2 separate regions of the Mus musculus genome follow, and region 1 is linked to region 2. Evidence: chromatin contacts called from public Hi-C data. All regions are on one chromosome and are shown on one strand. The core of a region is the stretch at or near the end of the contact, and the rest is flanking DNA. Distances in the headings are between cores, read along the strand shown. Region 1 holds the start of Psme3ip1 (proteasome activator subunit 3 interacting protein 1). Region 2 holds the start of Mt1 (metallothionein 1).

Region 1 (5,344 bases), core at 2,558-5,057, 420 kb before region 2:
GGTAAAGAGCACCCAAGCTCTGTTCCTAGCACTAATAAGCTCACAAGCCCTAAAACTCCAGCTCCAGAGGATCACCGCCTCTAGCTTCTGGAGGCACCTGCGCACATGTGCCATAGTCCCCTTCCTACACACACATAATTAAAATATTAAAAATAAAATCCTTTGCTTTTGTTTTTTCAAGACAGGGTTTCTCTCTGTAGCCCTGGTCTCACTGGAACTCACTCTGTAGACTAGGCTGTCCAAGAACTCACAAAGATCTACCTGTCTCTGCTTCCCAAGTACTGGGATTAAAGGCATGGGCCACCACCAATACCCTAAATAAAATTCTTTTAAAATTTGTTTTGCAGAAAAGATTTTATAGAATTCCTTTTTTTTTTTTTTTTTTTGGTTTTTCGAGACAGGGTTTCTCTGTATAACCCTGGATGTCCTGGAACTCACTTTGTAGACCAGGCTGGCCTCGAACTCAGAAATCCGCCTGCCTCTGCCTCCCCAGTGCTGGGATTAAAGGCGTGCGCCACCACACCCGGCTAGAATTCCTAATAATTTTTTTTTTATGGTTTTTCGAGATAGGGTTTCTCTGGATAGCCCTGGCTGTCCTGGAACTCACTTTGTAGACCAGGCTGGCCTCGAACTCAGAAATCCGCCTGCCTCTGCCTCCCAAGTGCTGGGATTAAAGGCGTGCGCCACCACACCCGGCTCCTAATAATTTTTTAAGCTACACAGATTTTAGAGTATTAAAAAAAAGCTGTATTCTAAAACCTTCAAGGTGATTCTCAATCATAAAATCCACTTCACAGGACATAGTGGAACACACCTTTAATTCCAGCGCTCTGGAGACAGAGGCAGGTGATCTGAGTTCCAGGCCAGTCAGGGTTATATAAGGAGACCTTGTCTCTAAACACAAGAAATAAAAAACAAACCTGGGTATAGTATACACCTACAGCCCGACCTAAATGGAAGTTGAGACAAGAGGACTGCAGGTTTCAGGTGTGCTTAGGAATATATAGTAAAATACTATACTATATAGTAAATACTATCTCAAAGGAAGAGAGAGATTATTTCATTATTTGGTTAAATATCCTTGAATACTAGTTTCAACATGTGAGTTTAAACAGATTGTTGTAAATTCACTTCAGAAACAGTTTCTGTTACTAAACTTGCTAACCATACTTTGGAACTGAGAACGTTGTTTCTCCCCTATTCAGTACAGAAAAACAACACACTATTATATACAATGCTAAGCATTTATAAGTATCAAGTTCCCCTTAATATTTACTAAAAGAAGTTATTTTGCTGACAAAGCATAAAAAGTCTACATAGACCATGATGGAATACTTTCTATAATCAATAGCTTAAAAATACTGTATCTAGAAAAAATAAAGGGCTTATACAAACAGCAAAACGCAGAACTTGCAAAGATATTAAACAGAAGCCCTGGGCACCATGCATCCTGGGAAATCAAGAAGCTCACAAAACCACCACAGAAAGTAAAACAAAAGACCAACAAACAATCAGGAAACATAAGATTAAAATACAGGAAATTCAGGTCAACTTAAAAACAAACAAACAAATAAGCCTACTTGCCTACTTTAAAAAGACAATAACAAAAACCCTAGTTCAAAACAACAACAACAAAAACCCACAAGGAAATCCCTAAAATTTTGGGACATCAGCTCTAACAATGCAACTCTAACAAGTGCCACTAACCTAAAGTTATTGAAGTGTCACATACTGACAGAGGTAACTATTTTAATACTGTAGTCTTGTAATGACAGGGGTCTACACAGCAAGTTATCGTCTCAAGAAATGCAGACTCTACATAAAATGAAAACTGAAAAGTGCCTTGTAAGCTATTACTCTGGAGGTACCACAAGGCAGAATTCATGGAAAGAAAAACAAAACAAAACTACAGGCTCATTTACAAATTACAAGTGGTGAGGGATGCTGCCTAGTCTTCACTACCTGTAGCCATTCAAAGGCCAAAGAACAGATACAAGAAAAAGTGAGCCTACAATATTTAGAACAAACTACTTAAAAGAAAAACTACTCAAAGGAAATGCTAATTCCTCCCAGCACTATTAGAAGTGGAAAGTAAATTAAAACTCTCTAAACAAAAGCTGGAAACCTCTTCATGTCTAGGAAGCAGGCAGGGTTTAGACTAACATTTCACTCAGTGATACATGGTTCTCAGAGCTCTATAGGTAATCAAGACCAGTATTTATGCTAGTCTCTTACATCAACAATTTTCCAGATTAGAAAACACATTGTTCCTCAACAACAATACATTACACTACCTTACTTCCACACACACAGCGTTGATTATTTTACAGAAGAAACTCTAAGATGTCAAGTCACTTCAACTAAGGAAGGACAAGCAGATGGGTTAAGTGAGGAGCCTGGGAGACTGCACGACTCTACTCAGACGGTAACAGACACTGCCAACTTTAAAAAAGTTCAAAGTACATCACTCCAGGGGACGAAACCTTACTCGGACATCTGCGCAAGACAGAATCTCAAGAGTTTCAGCCCAGTAGCTCTAACTAGGTCTCCCTCTGTAAGAACAGGGAAAGTGAGGCAGACAGCGGGCCCGGCAGGAAGTAATGCCAAATTTGGAGGCTCGCTTGGGGGTGCTGCTGGTGGGATGACTCCCCTGTCCCACTCTGGCGCGAAGGCCAGAGGCAGCAGAATCCTTACTCTGGGACACCTAGTCAGACTCCAGAGTGAGGGAAGAACCCCGACTATCCCCGTTTCCGCTTACCATCCCGATCTAGGGCTTTCCAACGGAAAGGACTGCCCTCCCCAAGGGTTTTTTACTTAATATTTAGCTCAGGCCTGGAGAGTAGGAGAATCCGCTAGGTCTGGCTCCCGCCTCCAGCCTCTCTCTAAGGCGAAGAACTCTCCCCAGCCTCGCTTCACGTCGAACTCTCCACCCCAAGGCAACACCAGACCATCCCAGGGGAAGTCGGCTTCCCACTGCAACGCAAAACTCCCCAGAAGGAATCCCTGCCCACGACGTGCGCCCCTCGGCCCCTTCGGTTCCGAGGAGCCCGAACGAGGGTCTCTCCGCGTCCGGAGCCTCCCCAGGAGGTACCTGCTTCTCACCTTAGCCAGTCTCCTCGGGAGGGTGACCCCAGGACCTCCTTCAGTCAAGATCCCCTAAAGGGGAACACCCTCTTCCAGGAACCGCTTTCAGGCGCCTCCAGCGCGGGCCTCGGAGGAGAGTGTGCCGGCTGCTTCCCAGGCTCTGACCAACGCCACCCTCTCCAAGACCCCTGCCCGGAGACGGCCACGGCCCCAGTCCAGTCTCTCCGACCCAGGCTTCAGCGGCTGTCCCCTTCCTTCACAGGCGTCGCTAGCCCTCAAGCTCCCTCCCCGGCCACGTCCCCAAGGGGCTTCCCAGAGCAGCGCGGTCGGGCTGTGGCACTGACTTGCACTAGCTCCTGGGCCCACCGGAGGGAGGGGACAGCGACAGCGGCGCGACTCCTTTGTGACAGGTCCAAGAGAGCGGTAAAGATGGACGCGGGGACACGGCACTGCCATTACGCGCAGGGGCCCACCCCCGCTTCACACCGCCCGGGCCCTCCCTCAGTCCCCTAGGAAACGCCCCTTCCTCAGTGGCAAGCCCTCTCTCTCAGACAGCCAATCATCAGTCAAGATTTGTGTCACGTGATCTCGCGGGTCGGCCCGCCAGCCTGGAATGAACCAGCTAATCCCCTTGCCGAAGGGCGAACGACCCAATCAGATCGCTCCATACGGTCTTGGAGCACCGGATTTCCACGAGGCGCTCGGGGAGGGAGAGAGCTGTTGATTGGACTATGCCGCCGGAAGCGGGGTGGAAATGTGTTGTGGCTGTAAGGAACAGGAAGCCCCGAAGGGTCAAAAGGAATACAATAGCGAAGTGTGTTTTCTTCCTTTAAGCCGTCGTTCTTTTCTTGGTTTCTTTTCTAGTTTTTTAAGAGCGAGAGTGGCCTTGGCGGCGACGGTTTACGGTAGGCGCCGCGGAGGTGAGGGCGGCTCGCCTCCCGCGCTCTCGTAGGTGAGTGCGGCCTGGGTCCGCGCCGGGAGGCGAAACCAGGCTTCTCGGCCGTGGAGAGGGTGAACTCCAAGCCAGAGTTAGGATTAGAGCCCAGGTTTGTCTCCAGCCCGCGGTCCTTTCTAGTGCGGTGTCCTGAGTCGCCCGGCTTGGGAGTTTGCGGTGCCCACTCCGGAGCGGAGCCGCGGGAGTCTGCGGGACGGCGTGGCGGTCGTGGTGGGAGGTTCCGACTCTTTCTTACGCGCCCGAGCTGCCGGGCCCCTTGTCTTCTTTCAGCACTTTGCGGTTAGCTGGAGCCATCAGGCCTAAAGTGAGCTGCTGCCTCGGTTCCATTCGGAGCAGCTCCTCGCTCCTTAGAAAACGTGGAATGCCGACTTGAGCATCGTTGAATCCCGAAGTGTGTAGTTGCAGGATGGGTACATAATAAATTTCCCCGTTGCAGCGCCTCGCTCATTCTCTTCTAGTAGGAAACAAGGCTGTGTGCTTATTTTATTAGAACACAACCGGTCGTTGAAATGTCTTCTTTGAGAGTTGGTGCCCTTGGAATGCCAGTCCACGCAGAGGGAAAGGGAGAACTATTGGTCATGGAAATGGCTTCTTGGGGGAACACAAGGTCTGTGGCCCTTGGTTTTAAAATGCAAACCCTGTGCTGCACCCTTGGGTCAGTCTGATTGTTTAAGTCTAGAGTGGACCCCACAAAGTCTAATATGAACCTCTGTAGGATTTGCAGCGACTTGTCAACCTGTGTAGCAAGTTTCGTTGGTTAAGTGAATTGATTTATTGAAGTGTCCCCAGAGACATCATAAAAATGGTTTGGAGGAGCTCCGTGTAGTGGCTTGTACCTGTAATCCTAGGACCACGAGGCTGTGTGTGGGTGTGGGGGACTGTCAGTTGGAGACAGGCCTGGCTTCCTTAGCAAGACTGCCAGAAAACAAAGCAGAGTATAAACTACCAAGCAAAATGGTTTGGCGGGTACTGCTTCTGAGATATTTGAAAGGAATCTGTAGAACTTTCTATGACAGAAGGAGCTGAGTTGAAATAAAGGCAGCTCCTGTGTTTCAGTTGGAGCCTAAGATGAGCTATGAATAATATGTAAGGGTCTGAAAGTCGGATGGCCCAATTATCTCTGAAGTTGAAGTCTTAAAAAAGGAAGAATTATGTGGGGAGCATTTACCTGGTTTCATCCTTCGTTGTCACCGTACGTTTGCTTAAAGGCAATCTTCAGCTTCAGAAATTGACAGTGAAATAATTGAACAGTGTGATTCAACTGTAAGCTTGGATATAGTGTAATATGCTTTTAGGGAAGCAGGA
Region 2 (5,228 bases), core at 675-3,174:
CTGTGTTCCATCCAATAGCTGACTGTGAGCATCCACTTCTGTGTTTGCTGGGCACTGGCAAAGCCTCACAGGAGACAGCTTTATCAGGGTCCTTTCAGCAAAATCTTGATGGCATATGCAATAGTGTCTGCATTTGGTGGCTGAATAGGAGATGGCCTGGTGACACAGTCACTCCTGTAATCCCAGGTACTTGGGAAGCTGAGGCAGGAGAATCAAAAACTCAAGGTCAGACTGGACTGCAGAATGAGTTCTAGGACAAGGTAAGCAACTTGTGTCAAAACAGCCAAGAAAGCCCCTCTGGAATCTAGTTCAGTGTTAGTCCCTGCCTAGCATACGAGACACCCTATGTTAATTTTCATACCCACCTCCTTATACCCAACAATGTGAGAGGAAACCAGAATCCAAAGAGAATATAAATGATAAGATTTTCTGTGCTTCCAGGATGGGACATCAAGTCTTCCAGGACCACCCTCCCTCCCTCCCTTCCCCTAACACAAGACCTGACCAGGCACACAGCTGTTTTCCATGAGGAAGCTTATGGGATAGCTTGGCTTTACCCAAAGACATTACCCCTCTGTGAGGGCCAGAGGCGGGAGGTAAAGGCACGAGGGGGTCCAAAACCAGATCCCCAGACTATCAAGTCACCCCAGTTTCTTATTGCCAAACCACACCAAGAAAACCAGAGTTAGACTCAAACAGGCTTTTATTATTCACGTACTCGGTAGAAAACGGGGGTTTAGTAAACAGGGTGGAACTGTATAGGAAGACGCTGGGTTGGTCCGATACTATTTACACGTGGTGGCAGCGCTGTTCGTCACATCAGGCACAGCACGTGCACTTGTCCGCGGCGCCTTTGCAGACACAGCCCTGGGCACATTTGGAGCAGCCCACGGGACAGCAGGAGCAGCAGCCTAGAAAGGAGGAGGAAGAGGTCAGCCTGGCTGAAGACCTCTGCTTCCTGTCCCCAACAGAGAAGACCTCGGTTTTTTTAAATAGTTCTCTGTATAGTTCTGTCCCCGAGACAATACAATGGCCTCCGGGAAGCAAAGGACATTTCTCAGAGCCAGTTTTGTAGGAGTTCCCCGCCCCTAGCCTTAGCCGCCACCCAAGGTGTCCCAACTCACTCTTCTTGCAGGAGGTGCACTTGCAGTTCTTGCAGGCGCAGGAGCTGGTGCAAGTGCAGGAGCCGCCTGGGGAGGAGAAAGAAGACAGCATGAGGGAGGCAGCATTACAGCAGTGGCCAACACCACGAGTCCCGGCTCAGTTCACTAAGTCCTCCTCGGAGCTGCAGGGAGCCTAGCCCCACTTTTCTCCTCACAGGTTAAGTCAGGGATTATGTCTTTGAGTCCCAAGACATAAAGGTCCTTCACCTCTTTCTTAATTCAAGCAATTCACAGTAAGTTTAGTAATGCCTGGGACTCAACCCAGATGTCCCCACTAACTGGGTGATCAGGAACCGGACATTTGCGCGTCTAAATCCTAGCCCCAACCCCGCCAAAGGACCCGTTCGACAATACTCGTAACTAATGAAGGCTTTTGCAAGAGCGGATTCTAGAAAGAACCGGAATGAATCGCCAACTAAAGGTGCCTATTCCCGCCAAGCCTCTACAACTCGGGGATTCCGCTCTGCGGTCCCAACTTGGTATTCTAAAGACCAAGGATCGGGAGTCTTACCGGTGGAGCAGGAGCAGTTGGGGTCCATTCCGAGATCTGGTGAAGCTGGAGCTACGGAGTAAGTGAGGAGAAGGTACTCAGGACGTTGAAGTCGTGGTGACGCTTAGAGGACAGCCTGCCCTCTTTATAGTCGTTGGACGAGTCCGGGCGCAAAGGGTTTGCACCCAGCAGGCGGTTGCTCCAGCCCACGCATAGTCACGCGCCCCGCGTCCTTGGCAGAGCCGAGCGCACTTTTCGGGCGGAGTGCAGAGCTCCCTGGAGCGCCAGTGTGCACAGCGGGACCGCCCCTTTGGCACGACTGGCTCGGATAGGACGACCCATGTGACGTGTGGAACATCATGTCCCTATAGTGCTTTCCCCGATATTACGGCCTATCGCTGCTCTGGAGTTTACGAGAACTCACCCCGGAAAGCCAGCTATCTCCGTAAACCCATTCGCAGCGTGGTAACCTCAGCTTCTCCTTTCCTGGAGTTCCTGAGCAGCGACCAGCTCCGCCCAGGTCTCTCTCTGGATCGAAGCTAGGAGAAGAGGAGACAGTTTTATAAAGACTAGCCTTGATTATTTTAGCCAACAGAACTCATCTCAACATTATTCTCTACTCCTGAGGGGGCTCATCTAAGAATGTCCAGGGCTGAGGGGTCACTCACCTTAACCCATCTGCTCTACTCCAGGCTGGTTTTAAAAACCAAGGTACCCTCCCTCCAGAGAGATCATTTTAGGTGGGGACTGCATTAGATAAAAAAAATAAAGTCAGCTATTTCTTTCTTTCTTTTTTTTTTAATGCTTCTGATTTTGAGTAACATTAGAGTCTGCTGTCAGGCAGGCCTTGTGTCCTGGGCAAGAGAACAGCTACACTGTTGGCTCATGCATACCATCACTTCTGAGCTATACGACTTTGGGCAGGTTTTTGCTTAACTGTGGTAGAACCACCACCAGCAATATGTCTATTATGCCAGAACCAGGAGTTAAACCAATTTCTCATTTAATACCTATAGAGAGATGCAAATTCTATTTACACACAAGGACAGAGGATTCAGAGGTTCAGTGACTTGCCCAGGCCATATATCCAGTCAGTAGTACAACGGCTGTGAACCAGCACTGCCTGGCACTAACGCTCCTGTATTTGTCCCACGTTCTCTTGCTGTGATTCTGTACAAAGTTCATCTGTAGGCAGAGAAGGCACCAGGTGCTGGGCTATGACACTCCCCCCCCCCACACACACACTTCCCCCTCCTCTTCCCCCTCTCCCTCTTCCTCCTCTTCTTCCTCCTCTTCTCCGTTCTTCTCCCCTTCTTTCTCCTCTCTTCTTCCTTTTTCTCCTCCTCCCCCCTCCTCCTCTTCCTCCTCCTTCATGGTGGTTTAGATACAAGTGTCTTTCTATTATCAACCCACTGGTTTGGTAGTATAATATTACCCAGGGCGTTTCTCCTTCCTCCGGATATTTCCTCTTGGAGGAGACAACACAGCAATACCCTCTGCGTGGGAAGATCCAAAAAAAAACCTTCATTTGGAACTGAGTCTTTATCTATACAGTTAAATTCTTGCCTTAGGGTAGCTCTTTAATCTCAGCTCTTAGAAGTCAGAGGCAGATGATCTCTGCAAAATTCAAGGCCAGCCAGGGCCACACAAATGAGATCCTATTTCAAAAGTTAATAAGGAAGTGATTAAAGATTAAAAAAAAAAAAAAAAAACAAGCCGGGTGTTGGTGGCGCACGCCTTTGATCCCAGCACTCAGGAGGCAGAGGCAGGCGGATTTCTGAGTTCGAGGCCAGCCTGGTCAACAAAGTGAGTTCCAGGACAGCTAGGGCTATATAGAGAAACCCTGTCTCGAAAAACCAAAAACCAAAACCAAACAAACAAACAAAAAAACCAGAATTCTTGCTTGACTAATGTTGGTCAGTTCTCTCCAGATCTCATGAATTTACTGGTTTTAAGTAGCTAAGGACTGGGCTTGGAAAGAGCAGAGGATTTCAGCCTGGGCTAGAGACAAATTCCAAGCACTCAAGGGCAACTCCTAAGCAGAGATCTCACGTCAGAGACATCAGTGATTCTGCAAAGGCAGGGACTGCTGGCTCCTAGGGTACAAGTCAGGCTGAGGTGTGCTCTGGCACAAAGATGCCCAAGTCCTTTATTCTGCCTCTTCCTTGTTTTCTGGATGCATACGGAGATGTTTCTGCTGGACCACATATAGTTGGTGTTTTTGCTTGTTTTATCAGTTTGTTATGTTTTATTGTCTATTGCCAAAACTGAGATCTGTAACAGATTCTTGGGCCTTTAGACCTCTTGCATAATATGATTTTTTTCCCCTTTTTTTCAGTGAGGATTGAACCCAAGGCTTCCTGATCACCAGGCAAGCATTCTGCACCTGAGTTTTGCCTCCAGTCCTTTACAGTCTTTTATTTTGAAAGAGGGTCTCACTAAGTTGTTCGGGCTGACTTTAAATGTGCTCTGTAGGGCTGGAGAGATGGCTCAGTGGTTAAGAGCACTGACTGCTCTTCCAGAGGTCCTGAGTTCAATTCCCAGCAACTACATGGTGGCTCATAACCATCTGTAATGGGATCAGATGCCCTCTTCTGGTGCATCTGAAGACATTGACGGTGTACATGCATACATGAAATAAAGGATCAAACTTAAAAAAAACAAAAACAAAAACTGTGCTCTGTAGCTAGACTGAGCTGGAAATCCTCCCCCTGCCTCAGTGTCGGGAGAGTAGACAGGATAATAGAGGTATGTCACCAGGCCCCAGTTTCTCCTCCTCCCCTTCTTCTTCTCCTTTTCCAGGGGTGCCACTCTGTAATTCACAATGGGCTGTAGCTCACTGAACAGCCTGGTCTGGCCTTGAACTTGAGACACTCTTCTGTTTCAGCTTCCCAAGTTGCTAGGATACAGGTGTGTGTGTGTGTATCACAATACCCAAAGTGTTTTGTGTGTGACTTCTTTTTTGAGACGACGTTACATGTGGCCAAGGCCTTAAACTTGCTATAGTCCTTGAACCTCTGATCCTCCTGCCTCCGACTCTTGAGTGTTAGAATTACAGATGTGTGCCACCAAACCTTGCTTACACCGTACTGGGGACTGAAGGCCGGGGTTTGTGCATGTTAGGTGAGGGTTGTACCACTGAGCTACATTCCCAGACCCACGTTGCTTTTTTTAATGGTTCTAGAGATGAACCCCAGAGCCTCATGCAGAAGGCTAAGTTCTCACCACAATGCCAATTCCCAGCCCAACATCTAACGTTTGAATTGAGAAGCTAAAGTGTAACTGTCATTCACGTGGTTTCAAGGCATTCAGGGACTAAGCGAGGTCCCAACATTCATCCCTTAGACCCCCCATTACACTGGACACTCCCCCACCTCCCCACCCCCAGCACTGGACACACAAGACTCTTGATTAGGGTATTTGTTTGTTGTTTATTAGCTCTGTTTGGAGACAATGAGGGAAATCTCCAAGGTTACATTCTCACGCACCTGAGCTCAGTACCACCTCAAAGCCAGCACTGTATGAATGGTGTCAACAAGGGACACATGAGGCCAAATTCCCAAACTGCACTCAAC

The links. Hi-C and Micro-C count contacts between places; a contact is called where the count stands out from the background.
Region 1: a Hi-C map of pro-B cells shows a contact between it and region 2, with 2.3 times the contacts expected there. The contact joins the promoter of Psme3ip1 here to the promoter of Mt1 in region 2. A contact is called at or near these places in 1 of 39 promoter capture datasets (liver), 3 of 484 Hi-C or Micro-C datasets (the G1E-ER4 cell line, embryonic stem cells and pro-B cells), 5 of 115 datasets of contacts at active chromatin or transcription factors (bone marrow-derived macrophages, embryonic stem cells, large pre-B cells and 2 more) and 1 of 9 other capture datasets (liver).

Annotation. Positions count from the first base shown.
Region 1 is chr8:94,600,189-94,605,532 of GRCm38.p6, reverse strand. It overlaps Psme3ip1 (proteasome activator subunit 3 interacting protein 1), which reads left to right and starts at 3,807. Exons shown (of 8, transcript NM_028221.4): 1 at 3,807-4,036. Rspry1 (ring finger and SPRY domain containing 1) reads right to left here and starts at 3,592. Exons shown (of 15, transcript NM_026274.4): 1 at 3,103-3,592. It overlaps LOC115486880, which reads left to right and starts at 2,642. Exons shown (of 2, transcript XM_030243886.1): 1 at 2,642-2,720; 2 at 2,888-3,917. The coding sequence starts at 2,642. The coding sequence ends at 3,597.
Region 2 is chr8:94,175,785-94,181,012 of GRCm38.p6, reverse strand. It overlaps Mt1 (metallothionein 1), which reads right to left and starts at 1,924. Exons shown (of 3, transcript NM_013602.3): 1 at 1,675-1,924; 2 at 1,125-1,190; 3 at 686-911. The coding sequence starts at 1,702. The coding sequence ends at 820.